2 separate regions of the Sus scrofa genome follow, and region 1 is linked to region 2. A link is a contact called in public targeted proximity ligation data. All regions are on one chromosome and are shown on one strand. The core of a region is the stretch at or near the end of the contact, and the rest is flanking DNA. Distances in the headings are between cores, read along the strand shown.

Region 1 (3,715 bases), core at 814-3,313, 180 kb before region 2:
CGATCACGTGCCGACTCCTCCCATGCCACTGCTGTGACCTTGGGCGGTTATCCGCCTCTGCCTCAGTTCTCTCATCTGTAAAATGGGACTCAGGGCTGAGCAAGATGATGTGTGTAAGTGTAAAATGCTTAACAGTGCCTGATGCACAGGAAGCGCCCCCAAAATGTTCCCAACAGCCCCCGTTGTTACTACCGTATGCCACTGCAAGGTCCTGCTAACCATATGTCCCAGGGGCTGTGACCTGGCCCTTTCAGGCTTCCTGTTGCCCCTGCCACTGTAAGAAAGGGAATGACTTCTGCTTTGGAAATAATGAGTCTGTAGCCCACCCAGTCTGCAGGGCTGAGCAGGTTCAAGATACCACTTGCCGATCCATCCTTCTGTTAGCAATCTCTTGGTCTCTGAGGCTCAGCTTTGTATTGGCCAAGTGGCTGGCCAAGAAATGTGTTTTCTGAAATGATCCATGGTACCCAGAATAATCTTTGCTTTTAGAAGCTGTCAGGCATCTTCTTAAACAGCTGGAGATGCTCTTTAACTGGGTCGGCTGCAAGGAGCCGCTTGGAATCTGAAGCTGTTTACACAGACCCATGTGCTTCCGTGTAATTATGTCCTAAAGCCCTACTGTGCGCACGTCCTGACTGCAGCACACTGAGGGGGGCACACGGCCTGCTGGAGACAGGCTAGAGGAGCTGGGTGTCTTTGGGCGCTGGTGTTTAACAGAAACGTCAGCATGCACGAAAGTGTATCTTCCCCGAATACCTGCTCAGGACAGAAACTATCACTGTCTGCCGGGGGCACCCGGGGTAGGCACAGAGCTCACATGGAGGGTCTTGCTAATTAAAGCCAAGTGGCATGCGCGCGCACCCTACATTCAGTGGGATGGTACCGACCACCCGTCCTTTTCTCCTGCCACCTGGTGACGGTTCATTACCCACTCCCAGCAAGGCTGTTCCATGGCAGTGCTCAGGCTGGCGGGTGTCTGACAGTTCATAAGGGGCCTCGAGTCACAGGGTAGCCCCTGACTGCTCGCAGGCAGGCCGGGGAGTGTGCAGGTTGGGGTGAAAAGAGGAGCCTGCGCGGTGTTGACCTGAGCCTGGAGATGACCCAGCATCCCATGCCTTCTTTCCGCTGCAAGAGCAGCTCCCGAAAGTTACAGCTGACCCTCCCGCCTGTGATCTGAAAGGCTCACCGTCACTGAAAGAGTCACACTGGGGGCTTCAGGGCTTGTAGACTTGAGCGCTGGAAGGGGCCTAATGACCTCCTGAAACACTGGCTTCATAGATGAGCAGCTCAGACAGAGCTGGCAGGAGAGGGCTCCTGTGCCAAGTGACACGCCTCGGAGCGCCTAGAATTAAGATGAGAGGCCGCTTCCAGTGACCTCTCAAGGGGAAGCATGGGGCGCTGGGTAGGGAAACGTGGATCCTGACAGCCCTGCCACACCTGTTCAACCATTTTCTGGCTGGGAAGAGGTGTGGCTGGGCTTCCTCTTCTCATCAGGCTTCTGGCACCTTCCACAGAGAGTCTGTGAGGATTAATGCAGGCACGTGTCTCCCAGCTAGGGGTCTCTAAGGTTCTCTGGCTTCCCTGGAGCAGAAAGGGAATGCGTCGGACGGGGCAGCGGCAGGATCAGCAGGGAGTCTGAAGGGGATGGCACACGGCCACTGAGAGAGTGGGGGTAGCAGGAATGTGCCGCGGCCTTTTCGGGTCCCACCACGGGGATGCGAGCACGTGATTGTTTCTTGCATCACTTTGCCCAAGATATCCCCTTGGTCATGGGGCGTCGGTGGCCAAGGTGGCAGGAGGGGGGGTGTCCTCAAAAGGAAACTGATTAAAGTGGCCCCACGAGAGAGACTTTCTAGACTGAGGGGCTAGAGACCTGAGAGTGTTGATGAAGGGTCTCGTTAGTGTCGCAGTGGTGGTGTAATTTCCCAGGTCGTGGGGCTCTGATGTAAGACGCTGGATCCTCAACACGCATCCGCCTAAAGCATCTGCCAGGCCTAGGACGTGGGTCTAGAGGATGAGCCTGGTTCTGCTGCACTCTTCCCGGGGTCCAGCAGGGGGCGTGCGAGGCCAGCAGGGATCGGAAGGATGAGCCGCCCTCCTGACCACGCTGTGAGGTCCTGTGAGGACCGCGGGAGGTCAGGGTTTCTGAGAGGCCTGAAGGAAGCCAGAAACGAATTGAGGGCAGTTAAAAAGCTACCCAGACCTGCTGTACTTTGGATCTCAGACGGGAGAGCGTTCAGGATGAACACAGCTGAAGGCTGTCCCAGACCCTTTCATTTTTCCCGCCTGGAGAGCAGGGCGTTTGGGGTAGAAGGAGTCATCCACGCCCCATGTTAACCAGCACAGAACTCGGGTAGCTGTCCTCAGGTTTGGCTTCTTTTTTTGGAAGTGGAGGCCAAGTCATTGTTAACCTTTAGCATCAAAGGAAAACGGAGCTTGGTCCGAGCCCAGCTGAGGATCCACTTTGGCCCTCGCCAGGCCCCAAGGCTCGCGGGAAGAGCCCTGGTGCTGGAGTCTGGAGACTTTGGTTCATGCCCCAGCTCTGCTCCCTGCTCATTGAACAAGCCTCTGGGCCTCTCTGAACCTCCGTTTCCTCTTCTGTGAAGCAGGGATAGTGATCTTTGCACACACACACACATACACACCAGCACAGGGTTAAGGGCCAAGTAGACAGTGCCTGGACCTGAATCTTGAAGGGACCTGACACCCATAAGATCCCCCTGGCAACAGGGCAGACTCAGGGCAGCTGGGGGGGCTGGGGGTGTCGAGGTCCTTTGCCAAGTTCTCATCAGGAGTCGAGGCTGTGTCTCCTGGGCCCGGAAGGTCAGCCTGACTCCCTCGTGAGGTCATCTGGTCCCGGTTTGACCCAGCTTCCTGCATCCTCTCCTGCCCTCCTTTCCTTGGAACCCCGTCCAGGGACTCTGCGCCCAGTCACCCCCTGCTCTGTCTCTTCTCGTCCCCCAGGTGGCTCTCCTAGACATTGACATCTGCGGGCCGTCGATCCCCAAGATCATGGGACTGGAGGGAGAACAGGTAATGGCTTCGTGAAAAAACGTGGCGGGGCTTTTTTCCCCGCAGCTGTAGCCCGGAGCTGCTAACCCTCTGCCAAGGGCTTTTACCTGGATGAGATGCCATTGGGTAAATGCTCACTGGTCCCCCTGTCTACCTGAACCATGGCCGTGAGTTCGGAGGGGGCAGGATCACACTTAAGTTCATCCAGACTGTCTGAGAAGTGTTCGTTTCCAGGCCTTCGCAGAGGGGAAGGGAAACAGCATGCAAATGCACAAGTCAGACTCGGAAGCCTGGCGCAGCCTGGGGAGGCTAGGCCAGGGCTCGCCAGAGGGCTGCACCCTGGACTCAAGGGGATAGCTCGGCCCTTGCGGTCACTGGAGGGCAAGTGAGACGGCAGGGCAGGCTAGTGACACAGGTGGGGGCAGAGCAGCAGGTCTCCCTTCTAGGTGGCACGGAGCTGACCTAGAGGGGCTCTCTGGGGGGCACTGACACAAGGCCAGAGGGCAAGGCTGTCAAGATGTGTTCATTCTCTGGTGTTCCCGCTGTGGTGCAAGGGGATCGGCGGTGTCTTAGGAGCCCTGGGACGGGGGTTTGAACCCCTGTCCAGCGCAATAGGTTAAGGATTGGCATTGTTGCAGCTGTGGCTTAGATCACAACTGCGGCTCTGATCTGATCCCTGACTGGGGAACTCTATATGCCTCGG
Region 2 (3,650 bases), core at 1,113-3,612:
TTGGTCAGGGCAGCACAGGCTTTCTGGGCAGAAAGCACAGTGAATAGAAGTCAGGGCTGCTCCTGAAGATTTTAAACTCTCCCGTCCCTCTTGGGGGTCTTCAGAGCAGGCCTCCCCCTGGGCCAGGAGTGTGGTCTGGGGCGCTGATGGAGGTTGTTCTCTCCACAGAAGGAAATGCAGAGTGGGGAGACTCTGCCTCTCCCCACACCACCAACAGCGCCTGTCACAGCGGCTGTGGGACATACCACGCACTGCATGGTCACTGATGCCCATGGCGTGAGTGATGCCGTGGTCTGAAACTAGAGCAGGAGCCCCTTCAAACAGCAGATTTGAAGATTTGCGGGGCTTAGATGGGTGCAGGGCCCATGGGGGTCCGGAGTGAGGAGCCAGAGTCTGTCGCTTCAGCAGGGGATTCTGACGCAGGAGGCCTGTGAATCACAATTTGAAAAAGTCTGCTCTTGGGGGCTTCTGGGGAAGAGGCAGGTGAGGTGAGGTGGAGACATAGATTCACCAGTGGATCCCCCTGGAGTCATCCCAGGGCAGTCAGTGCCGGGGGTGACCTAATCACAGAGCACTGCTGGCTGCACTCCCTCGAGCGGCTCTGCCGGTGGACCTGGGCACAGGCGCTGGACGTCTCTGTTTGGAGAGAGCTGTACTAGCATTGCATGTTCAGAGTTGATGCAGTTGTGGGGTTCCTGTTGTGATGCAGCATAAACAATCCAACTAGTAACCTTGAGGTTGTGGGTTTGATCCCTGGCCTCACTCAGTGGGTTAAGGATCCGGCGTTGCCATGAGCTGTGATGTAGGTCACAGACTCGGCTCGGATCTGGCATTGCTGTGCCTGTGGTGTAGGCCGGCTGCAGCTCTGATTCCACCCCTAGCCTGGGAACTTCCATATGCTACGGGTGCAGCCCTAACAAGCAAAAAAACAAAAACAAAACCCCCCAAAAACCCAAAAAACAAAAACAGAGTTGATGCAGTTTTTAATTAGATTAATTAAATGATTCAGTGACGAATTATACCATATCTTTAAAGTATAACGAAGATCGAAAATACTAATAAATAAAACCCAGCCCCCGAAAGCAGCAGATCGTTCCCTGTTGTTCCATTTGCAAGGTTCCACCTCTACACGTCCTACCCATTTTTAGAGATTTGCGACCTATCTAACCTTTCCCTACCTTGCCGTCACCAGCCCTCACCCCCCAACTGAAGTGACCAGAAGTCAGGAGGTGACTGTTGCTGAGTCAGTCCCTCTTGCTGTCCCCTTTTCCTTCCCATGCCATGACAGCTGAAGTCGCCTTAGTCTGGAGACATTGTCTCTTAAAAGCTGCGCCAGTTGGCACCCTGTGGGCACTGGCTAGTTAGCTAGTCCCACACCACTCAGGACTGGCCTCTGTGATTCCTGCGGTGGCCTCACCAGTGGCAGAGGGCCTTGAGGGCTGGGCCAGGCCTTTGTCTCTGCTCCAGCAGCTGGCACAGATCTGAAGCAGCGAGGCCTTCCAGGCATGTTTGGGTGGGTGAGGGACGTAGCCCTTGCCTCCCAAACCCATTTTGCATTAGTCTGTGCTCAGCAAATAAGTTTGGCGCCACCTGTGTCATTTGAGCCCTCAGTCCTGATGGGCATTCTGCACATCACGGGGGGTTATGGGCCATTCAAAGGTGAGCACGAGTGCACATGATTTTGCCCTCAGCTCCGGGACCCCCATCCCGGGTCTCTGACTCCACCTGTCATCCCTGTATCTGCCCGGTTGTGCGTCAGGCTCCTGGGCTGAGCCCTGCACCTCCACCTGCTCCCCGACGCGGGAATCGCCTGCGAGAGTGTGGAGAAGGCCGGCGGTGCCTGGTCTACCCTTAGTTCTGCCGGGTCTGAGTCTCCGGGGGTCTGCAGCCCATTTGTCCAGCTCTCAGTCTGAGGATGGCTGTCTTGAAAAGCTGAAGATCTTGCTTCAGTTTGAGTCACGTGTCCCTGGCTATTTAACCCTTCAAGGCATCGGCTGCTGTTTTCCCTTGGGTGATGAGTCATGTCTCCTGAGTGGGAATTGTGCTCACAACCAAATCTGAAAAAAGCACAGCCTAATTGTCCCCCACATGTCACAAGTGGTCACTGAGCCTGGCTTCCATTTCAGTTGGTAACCTTGAACTCTCTTTTCTTTCCTTTCTCTCAGGTATCTGTACCATGTTTTGACCAAAAACACCACTGTCACAGAGCAGAACCGGAACCTGCTGGTGGAGACCATTCGATCCATCACCGAGATCCTGATCTGGGGGGATCAGAATGACAGCTCTGTATTTGAGTAAGGGCATCTGGTTTTTTGTTGTTTTTTGATTCTTCTTCCTCCCGTGACTATTTTTCTAACTGTGTACCATGAGTCATTCCTGGTGATGTCACAATTTAACGCCAGCTTGGTCTTGCACAGATATCCGTCTCTGTCTCTCTCTATAAAATGTCCTTGAAACACTGTAAAAATGCCAGCTAAAAATGGGAGGGTTATGGAAATGAATGTCTCCAGAAAAACTGAAAATGTGATGGATACTTTTCCTAGTAATGTCTCATTATCTCCCCAAAGGAAGGAGAAAATGTCTTGGGTAGTTAGATTCTTGGTCAACTTAAAAGACCCTTCCCTGGGGGAGACAGTAAGGGCTTTTGCTGTGTTTACTGTTGAATGGCCACAGTGCAGAGCTCTTAGGAGATAAATCCTTCTAAGTCTTCCAGCTTCTCCAGGGTGGAGGCCATGTAGCCATCCCCATCCCCACCCCCATTCTTATCCCTATCCCCATTCTCATCTTCATCCCTAACCCCATTCTCATCCCCATCTTCATCCCCAACTCCATCTTCACCCCCATCTTCATCCCGTTTCTGTCGCCATCTTCATCCTCATCCCCATCTTCCTCCCCTTCCCATCCCCATCTTCATTCCCATCTCCGTCTTCATCCCTGTCCCCATCCTCATCGTCACCCCACCTCCATCCTTGTTTATGCTCAAGGTCACATAGCTGGTAAGTGGAGCAGTGGCTCACGCTCTGGAGCCCATGGAAGGGTTTCTCTCACTCTTGTACTTACTAGATGAGCAGTCTTAGGCCACTGTACTTTCCTCATCTTTAAATGAGAGAGAGCAAGTGCTCTGCCCAGTGCCTAGTACCGAATAGGCACTCAAGAAATAAAAGCAAACGATAATTTTAAAAGGTGTCCCTACTGGACAGTTAAAAAGCAAGGACCATAGCCCATCAACTGCTTTTTCCAACAGACCTGTCCCAACATCTGAGTACAGAAGAATTGGGGTTATGACAACCACCAAACACAGATGTTCTTTTTATAGAAAACAATTTCAGTGATAAGTATTGAGGCCACTTAAAAACAAATTTAAAATAAATAGAGGTGTTTGACTCCTAGCCCAACTTCTTATTAGATATCCTGATTTTCTGGTAGCTCTGTATTTTCATCAGTAAGGTTAGCTAAGGTAGAGATACTGTGGAAAATGCAAATTGTCTAGAAGGCAAACCAGTGACACCGGCTGTGATACCCAGGGGAAAACATGCGTGAAGTGGGTGTCGCTCCTAAACGGGACTGGTTGCCTTTAAGGATCCCCGGGGAGTATACTGTTGGTTGGTTGTTTGGTGTCTGTTTATGGAAACGAGAAAGGCCCTTGAGGT

What was found.
Region 1: a contact with region 2 is called in a targeted proximity ligation map of alveolar macrophages. A contact is called at or near these places in 1 of 5 promoter capture datasets (fetal skeletal muscle) and 1 of 2 datasets of targeted methods (alveolar macrophages).

What each region holds. Positions count from the first base shown.
Region 1 is chr3:32,322,714-32,326,428 of Sscrofa11.1, reverse strand. It overlaps NUBP1 (nucleotide binding protein 1), which reads left to right. Exons shown (of 11, transcript NM_001243382.1): 4 at 2,965-3,033. Among named protein-coding and RNA genes, the nearest start is that of NUBP1, 7.2 kb to the left of the region's middle.
Region 2 is chr3:32,143,848-32,147,497 of Sscrofa11.1, reverse strand. CLEC16A (protein CLEC16A) reads left to right here. Exons shown (of 25, transcript XM_021086617.1): 2 at 2,166-2,294. Among named protein-coding and RNA genes, the nearest start is that of CLEC16A, 13 kb to the left of the region's middle.